2 separate regions of the Rattus norvegicus genome follow, and region 1 is linked to region 2. A link is a contact called in public Hi-C data. All regions are on one chromosome and are shown on one strand. Each heading gives the region's core, a stretch centred on a gene start, on an enhancer-like site or on the middle of the called end of the contact. The rest is flanking DNA. Distances are from core to core; before and after follow the strand shown. Region 1 has its middle 81 kb from the start of Mrps9. Region 2 holds the start of Pou3f3 (POU class 3 homeobox 3).

What was found. A called contact is a pair of places that touch in the nucleus more often than the background predicts.
Region 1: a contact with region 2 is called in a Hi-C map of liver, with 3 times the contacts expected there. The contact joins the enhancer-like site here to the promoter of Pou3f3 in region 2. A contact is called at or near these places in 4 of 12 Hi-C or Micro-C datasets (the A7r5 cell line, hepatocytes, kidney and 1 more).

The regions. Positions count from the first base shown.
Region 1 is chr9:52,523,218-52,526,293 of GRCr8, reverse strand. No RefSeq gene overlaps it. Among named protein-coding and RNA genes, the nearest start is that of Mrps9, 81 kb to the left of the region's middle. Within about 2 kb of position 1,338, at least 2 of the 93 cell types and tissues checked have an H3K27ac peak or open chromatin away from gene starts, as enhancers often do. A contact at or near this core is called in kidney and liver, where this site is marked.
Region 2 is chr9:52,436,026-52,439,366 of GRCr8, reverse strand. Pou3f3 (POU class 3 homeobox 3) reads right to left here and starts at 1,341. Exons shown (of 1, transcript NM_138837.2): 1 at 1-1,341. The coding sequence starts at 1,275.

The sequences.
Region 1 (3,076 bases), core at 89-2,588, 87 kb before region 2:
ACTCGTTCTTTCACTAAATCCTTATGGACCCCTATAAGGAGTGTGCTAAGTGTCCTATATACTGTCTCGAAGAAGGAAGGGCTGCTTTGGGAATCTCAGGAACATGAGTCTCAGAAATGCTGAATGGGCAGGAAAACCTGCCTTTCCCCAGCCCCTAATATTAACTGTAACTATAAGCATATATATTATATATTTATAAATAAATATAATAAAATATATACTTATAGTTACAGTTAATATAATGTATATATGCACTTAATATACCTTCTATAACTGTAAACATAAGCCAAAGCAAAGAGTTTGAAAGCTCTATTTTCTTATAAACAGTATTTATTCTAAAGAAAGGGGCTAGGAGATGCTGTCCCTGTCTTCTAGGTTGCTGTGATCAGTCTGGGTTGAGGATGGTCTTTTTTCTATGACTGTCCAAGAAGCTAAGGAGTATTTGACAGAGGGTTATACTTGCCTAACTGACTGGCTTCAGGCATATCCAAACAGCCTACAGGGGTGTCCCTCTAAGATCTGTCTGCAAGCGCCACACATTGGCACTGAGAGCTGTGCAAAAACATCCTGGAAAAGTTATGCTAGCAGACCCTATCTTAGCTCCCTAGTTTTACGCTCCTGCTTCCCCTAAAGCAGCACGATGGCAGATAGCAGTAATAACCTTATAAACGATGGACGCTTTTCTCTTAAACCAAGTCACTGATATTTAATCCCACTAGCTAGGTTAAAAACAGGTTCAGAGTCTGCCTCTCCATGGAGGTGACTGGCATGTCTTTCTCCGTTCAAAATTAGAGAAAATGTCCCAGCTTAGAAGCAAACCTACTTCTCCAGGCTTATTGGAACACAGAACACATCCCCTTGACAGACACAACAGGGATTAATGAGCCATGACCAGAAGTTTGATTTTTCTGTCAAGTGCTCCCATCCGTTTTTAATAAACAGAAGAACAACATCAACTTCACTGCCTGCTCTCCATCGCGGAAGTGGGGCTGCCTGCCCCTGGTAGCCTGTGTGGAGAGCAGAGTTAGGACGGTAAATGATGGACAAATGCACTCATGAGCCCCTTCAGTCTGTTTCTCCCGTGGCTGGCTCCCCCCTCTCCAAGTTCCATTTCTCTGCCTCTATTCAATGTGGGCGGCCCAGAGCTTTGCCAAGGGAAATCGTCAAGTGCGATATCACATTTACAGCTAAACGGCTTCAATTTCGTGCCACTGGGGCACTATCTGTGGTGTAAAGCTGTCAAAATACCCACTGTTTTCCCGTTAAGCCACGCTGGGTGCTCTTTCACAGAAGCCCGATTCCTGGGAGGACAAGAAGTTGAGCCAAAGTACAGCTACCCACAACGGCAGATCATAGGAAGCAGGTAGGGCAAAGAGCAACACCTAGCAACGTGGTCCTCCTCCTCCAAGCCCGTGAGGCCGCATTTTAATCTCAGTTAATCTGTTGCCAGCAGGCTTTGCTCTGTTCACATTCACTGAAAAAAAAAAATCTCATTGCTCACAAAAGTCATGGTTTCTATTGTAGAAACAATTGTGTGGTATTTCTCTTTGCTTTTTCTTCCTTCTTTTCCTTCCTTCCTTCCTTCCTTCCTTCCTTCCTTCCTTCCTTCCTTCCTTCCTTCCTTCCTCTCATTCTTTTTTTTATTTTTGGTCTTGCAAAGGAAGTTGGAATTTTTCAGGGAGACTTCCTTATTCCCCGAGAGCCTTGCTAAGAATGGCTGCCTTAAGCCATACTGACCACAGGATGTCCCCAGCGTTCCATGGAAATTCCATGGAAAGGGCATTTACCTGGTAATGCAAAAGTTGTTTCTTAAGGAAGAAAGGTCAGAGCATAGAGATATGGTCACATCTCCCGTTTCATACCAAACTGGCTTTGCAGAGGCTGCCTCAGCACCACCGTTGAACATCACAGCATCATGAGTTGAGGTTGTCCTTGAAGTAGAATGTGCCATCTACAAGTAAAGCCACTAAACTTAACAGCCCAGAGCTGATATTTAATCGCCCCTGAAGAGAAGTCACCCTGAGGCAGAGTTAATAACCAATACCAGATCTTTTTTTTCTTTCACTTTAATTTTCTTTAAAAGCTTCATGCTCAAGCAATGTGGTGACCAATATCTGATGAAATTATATGCTGTTCAAGATATTCCTTGAGCTGACACATTTATTAAATCCCAAAATGAGAATCTACAAGAACTTAACAGAGGAACACTGGAAAGGAACATGAACAAGAATGTAAAGTTATTGTTGAGTTAAAATAAAAATCTTTAAAACCTTAAACTGGACGTTGAAAAATTAATCCATTCCTCTATTGCACAGCTGCAGGGGTGAAACAATAAAGCCATAAGAAGACTTCCAGGCTGTCATGAACAATATGTTAAAGGGAAGATTCCTAAGGAAGAGGGCACATCCATCAGCCCTTTTGGAGGCTGGGGATAGAACTCATAGAGTTTATGAAATATCCATGTTCTCTTATTTAAGAGGTAGATCACACATTTCAGTAGCTTGTCAGTTTTCCTCCCTGGCTTGGATGAGCCCCAATTTAAACAGACCTCAACTAGTTCTGTTATCAAAGCTTCCTGAGGTGAGCTTCCAAGTAGATTATGATAAAACTCCTTTTCGCTAACTTAGCCTAGGAGAGTCTGGTTCCACCAGGGGCCTGTCAGAGAACACGGTGGCTTGCTTTAGGGAAAGATACAAAGGGTCTAGGTGGTGACTGCGTTCCAATTCCTTCATTTATATACCCAGCTGTACAAAGCTGAGCAGCTGTCTTTCCTAAATACTAATGAAAGCCATGTTTTTCTTGACTCAGTAGCCTTCGTGGTCTTACTCTCACCCACCCTGTGTCCCTAACTTGAGTTTGAAACCTCAGGATGTGACTGTATTTGGGGAAGAGCCTTTAAGGAGGCCTATTACACTTAGACAGAGGTCACCAGTGTGAGGCCACATCCACTGTGATGGGTTTCCATTAAGAAGAGGAGGTGGAAACATCACCTTTCACAGAAAGGTGGGAATTGGGAGCTAGGAAGTTGTGGGAGAAGACAGCATGTACCAGCCAAGGCAAGGCCTCAGGTGAAACT
Region 2 (3,341 bases), core at 92-2,591:
GCACTTGAGGAAGTGGCTCTCCAGCGCGCCTTTGACGCTAACCTCGATGGAGGTCCGCTTCTTGCGCTTGCGGCCCTGTGCTGCGATCTTGTCAATGCTGGTGGGGCTGCCGGTGCTCGAGTCGGCCTCCTCCAGCCACTTGTTCAGCAGCGGCTTGAGCTTGCACATGTTCTTGAAACTGAGCTGCAGGGCCTCGAAGCGGCAGATGGTGGTCTGCGAGAACACATTGCCATACAGAGTGCCCAGAGCCAGCCCCACGTCCGCCTGGGTGAAGCCCAGCTTGATGCGCCGCTGCTTGAACTGCTTAGCGAACTGCTCCAGGTCGTCAGACGTCGGCGTGTCCTCGTCCGAGTGCGGGTCGTGGCTGTTGAGTCCTGGCCCCGCTCCGCCGCCACCGTGATGTGGGGGTCCCTGCGCGTGGTGCGGGTGCGGCGGGTGCGGGTGCGCGTGGTGGTGATGGTGGTGATGATGCTCCGCCAGCTCGGGCGTGTCCCCGCGCACTAACCCCGGGTGAACCAGGCTTTGGGCTCCACCGCCCGCTCCGCCGCCGCCACCGCCTGGCCCCGGGGGCGCGCTCAGCATGCCGTTCACCGTGAAGCCTCCGGGCTGCGAGTACAGCAGACTCTGCGGCGGCGGCTGCTGGCCGCCCGCCATGGACGGGAGGTGAGCGGCGGCAGCGGCGGCGGCGGCGGCAGCGGCAGCGGCGGCTGCGGCCCCCCAGCCTCCAGGGTGTCCCTGGTGAGGGGGCGGTGGCGGGGGCCCGAGGTGCGGCGGTCCGCGGTGGTGCAGCGCTGTGCCGGCGTGCAGGTCTTCGCGTCCAGCGCCTCCCTTCACGTCGGGGCCCTGCGGCGGCGGCGGCGGCGGCTGTGGTGGCTGCTGGGGGCTGCCGGCCATGCCCACCGCGCTGCCCGACCACGGAGAGCTGGCTTCCACGGCGGCGGCGGCAGCAGCGGCGGCAGCGGCGGCAGCGTGGGGCAGGGCGGTGACCCACTGGTGCGCGTGGCTCAGCATATGGCCGCCGTTGCTGGCGGCCATGGCCCCCTGCATGAAGTCACTCTGGACCATCTTGACGGAGGACGGATCCCCCCGGTAGGCGCCCGAGGTCACGGCGGCGCTTCCCGGCTGCATGCCGCCGCCGCCGCCCCCCGCCCCGCCGCCGCCACCGCCGCCGCCCCCTCCGCCGCCGCCCGCCCCGGCCGCGTCCGAGTGCACAATGGATCCGGCCGCGAGCAGGCTGTTCCCCGGCAGGTAGGGGTTAGAAGCCGCCGTGGCCATGCCGCTCCGCTCCCGCCACCCCACCGCCGCCACCACCGCCGCCGCCGCAGCAGCAGCCGCGGCCGCCGCCGCCGCCGCCGCCGCGCCCCCCCGCCTCCCGCCTCCTCCCCCCGCTCCTCCTCCCCCGCCCCGGGTCCCCGCCGGCCCCGCCGCCTTCTCCGCCGCCTCCTCCTCCGCCGCCTCCGCCCCCGCCGCCGCCGCCGCCGCGGCCCGGGGCTGCAGCTGCAAGGCCGCTTGGCAAGGCGCGGGGGTCGCTGACTGGCCTCGGTCAGCAGCAGCAGCCGCCGCAGCAGGAGCAGTGCCCTGGGGAGGGGGGATCGCTTCTCCGGGCGAGCTCCGTGGCCAGCCCCTTCAGGGGGGGTCGTGGTCTCCCCCCTGGCCGGGAGCAATCGGCTGACTCCAGCGAGGCTCGCCCACTGGGGCGGGGACCCGTACTTCGGGCGCTCTCTCCGGGAGCAGGGGCTCCGCTGCTGCTCCTGTCCTCGGGCGGGTGCGGACTCTGCCCGGGCACAGGGCTCTGTCCACCTGCTAAGCGAAGGTTTTACCGGAGACAACAAAGGACGAAGCGGTTCCTTTCTTCCTTGGCCAAATTGTGGGTGGCCAGAAATCCGGCCTTTCCTTGTTGGTCCGCTGTCTTCCCCGTTCTTCAGCAACACATCTTACTGTTTCTCCTTACTATAGTAAAACTTTTCCGGTTCTTACAGGCGTGGTGATGCTGGCGGCTCGCGTCTGCGAAGTGGGGAGGCTGGCTCCTGCTCTCCCCCTCTGGTTCTCTCCTTTCAAGTTTTGTTTTGTCCTAGGAAAACTTCTTGCGATGGTGCATTTCTCTGAAGTTGTTATTGCAGGAGCTCTCGGATGTTTCTGAAACAAGCGTCCCTTTTCATTTTCCTCGCAACACTCACAGTCTGGTGCGACATCTTTCCTTTTGGGTAGAAATTAGGAAACAAATATAACAAGGCAAAAATTGAACAGGAAAAAAATGTCGAATTGTTCTTTTACCTTGCTGCTGAAGGTTGGGGTTGATGTTTTATTTTTTCCCCGGCAGTTGTCTGGAGAAGGAGGAGGAAGAAGAGTGCATTGGTGGAGGTGGAGATGTGTATGTGCGTACAGGGGATCCTTGATACACAACCAACTCCTGTGGGCACGTTGTACCGCTCCTAGAGTACCCGACGGCGGGCGCGGGAGCAGGAGTGCCGGGGCAGAGTTGCAGCGGGAGCTAGCTCTGCGCCCAGGTTCTCTCTCTCTCTCTCTCTCTCTCTCTCTCTCTCTCTCTCTCTCTCTCTCTCTCTCTCTCTCTCTCTCGAGCGCCCGCTCCCGCTAGGATCTGACAGTTCGCTCTCTGTCCCTCCCTCTCAGAGCAGGGACTGTCGAATGTTTACCCTCCGCCGCAAGCGCGCACCCACCACCACACTTTCCCAAATACAAGGAAGTCGAGCACCAGGGCCCCTGCTGATTGGTTACCCGCTGAGTGATTGGCAGGCCTGGAATGACTGGCTTAGGACGCCTGGCCCCCCTTCCGGCCGTTCCGATTGGTTGCTTTTTAATTTAGGCAGAGCGTCGTAGAAGCTGGAAATCTGTCGTCCCCCCCCCCCCAGCCTCCCTCCTCCGCGCCACTTTCCCCTCCACGCCCCTCCCCCGCCGCCCCCTCCGTTGCCCCCCCCCCGCTCCACCCCATCGCCACATCTTAACTCTTAGTGTCCGGCCCAAACGTCTGCGTTCCCTTGGCGGCTCCCTGCGTTCGCGATTGGTCTGGGGGGTTGGGGGAGAAATGGAAGAGAAAAGGAGGGGGCGGGGAGAAGGGGAACCAAAAGGAAAATGAAGAGGGGAAAAATCATGAAAAATAGCAGTCTACCCATTCTACCTAGTCTGCGTTGTGTCGCACCCCCACCCCACGCGAGAGATTTGTAAAGCGCGCGCCGCGGATGTACGGTTCAAGCTAATACCTATAGACAGATGTGTCCCCACTGGTTTCAAAGTTTCCTCTTCCCTTCACGTGTGGGCCCCCATCTCCGTCCTGTGGGAGGTGGGAAAGGAAGGCTTGCCTGGCGCAGAGCTCCTGTGGCCAA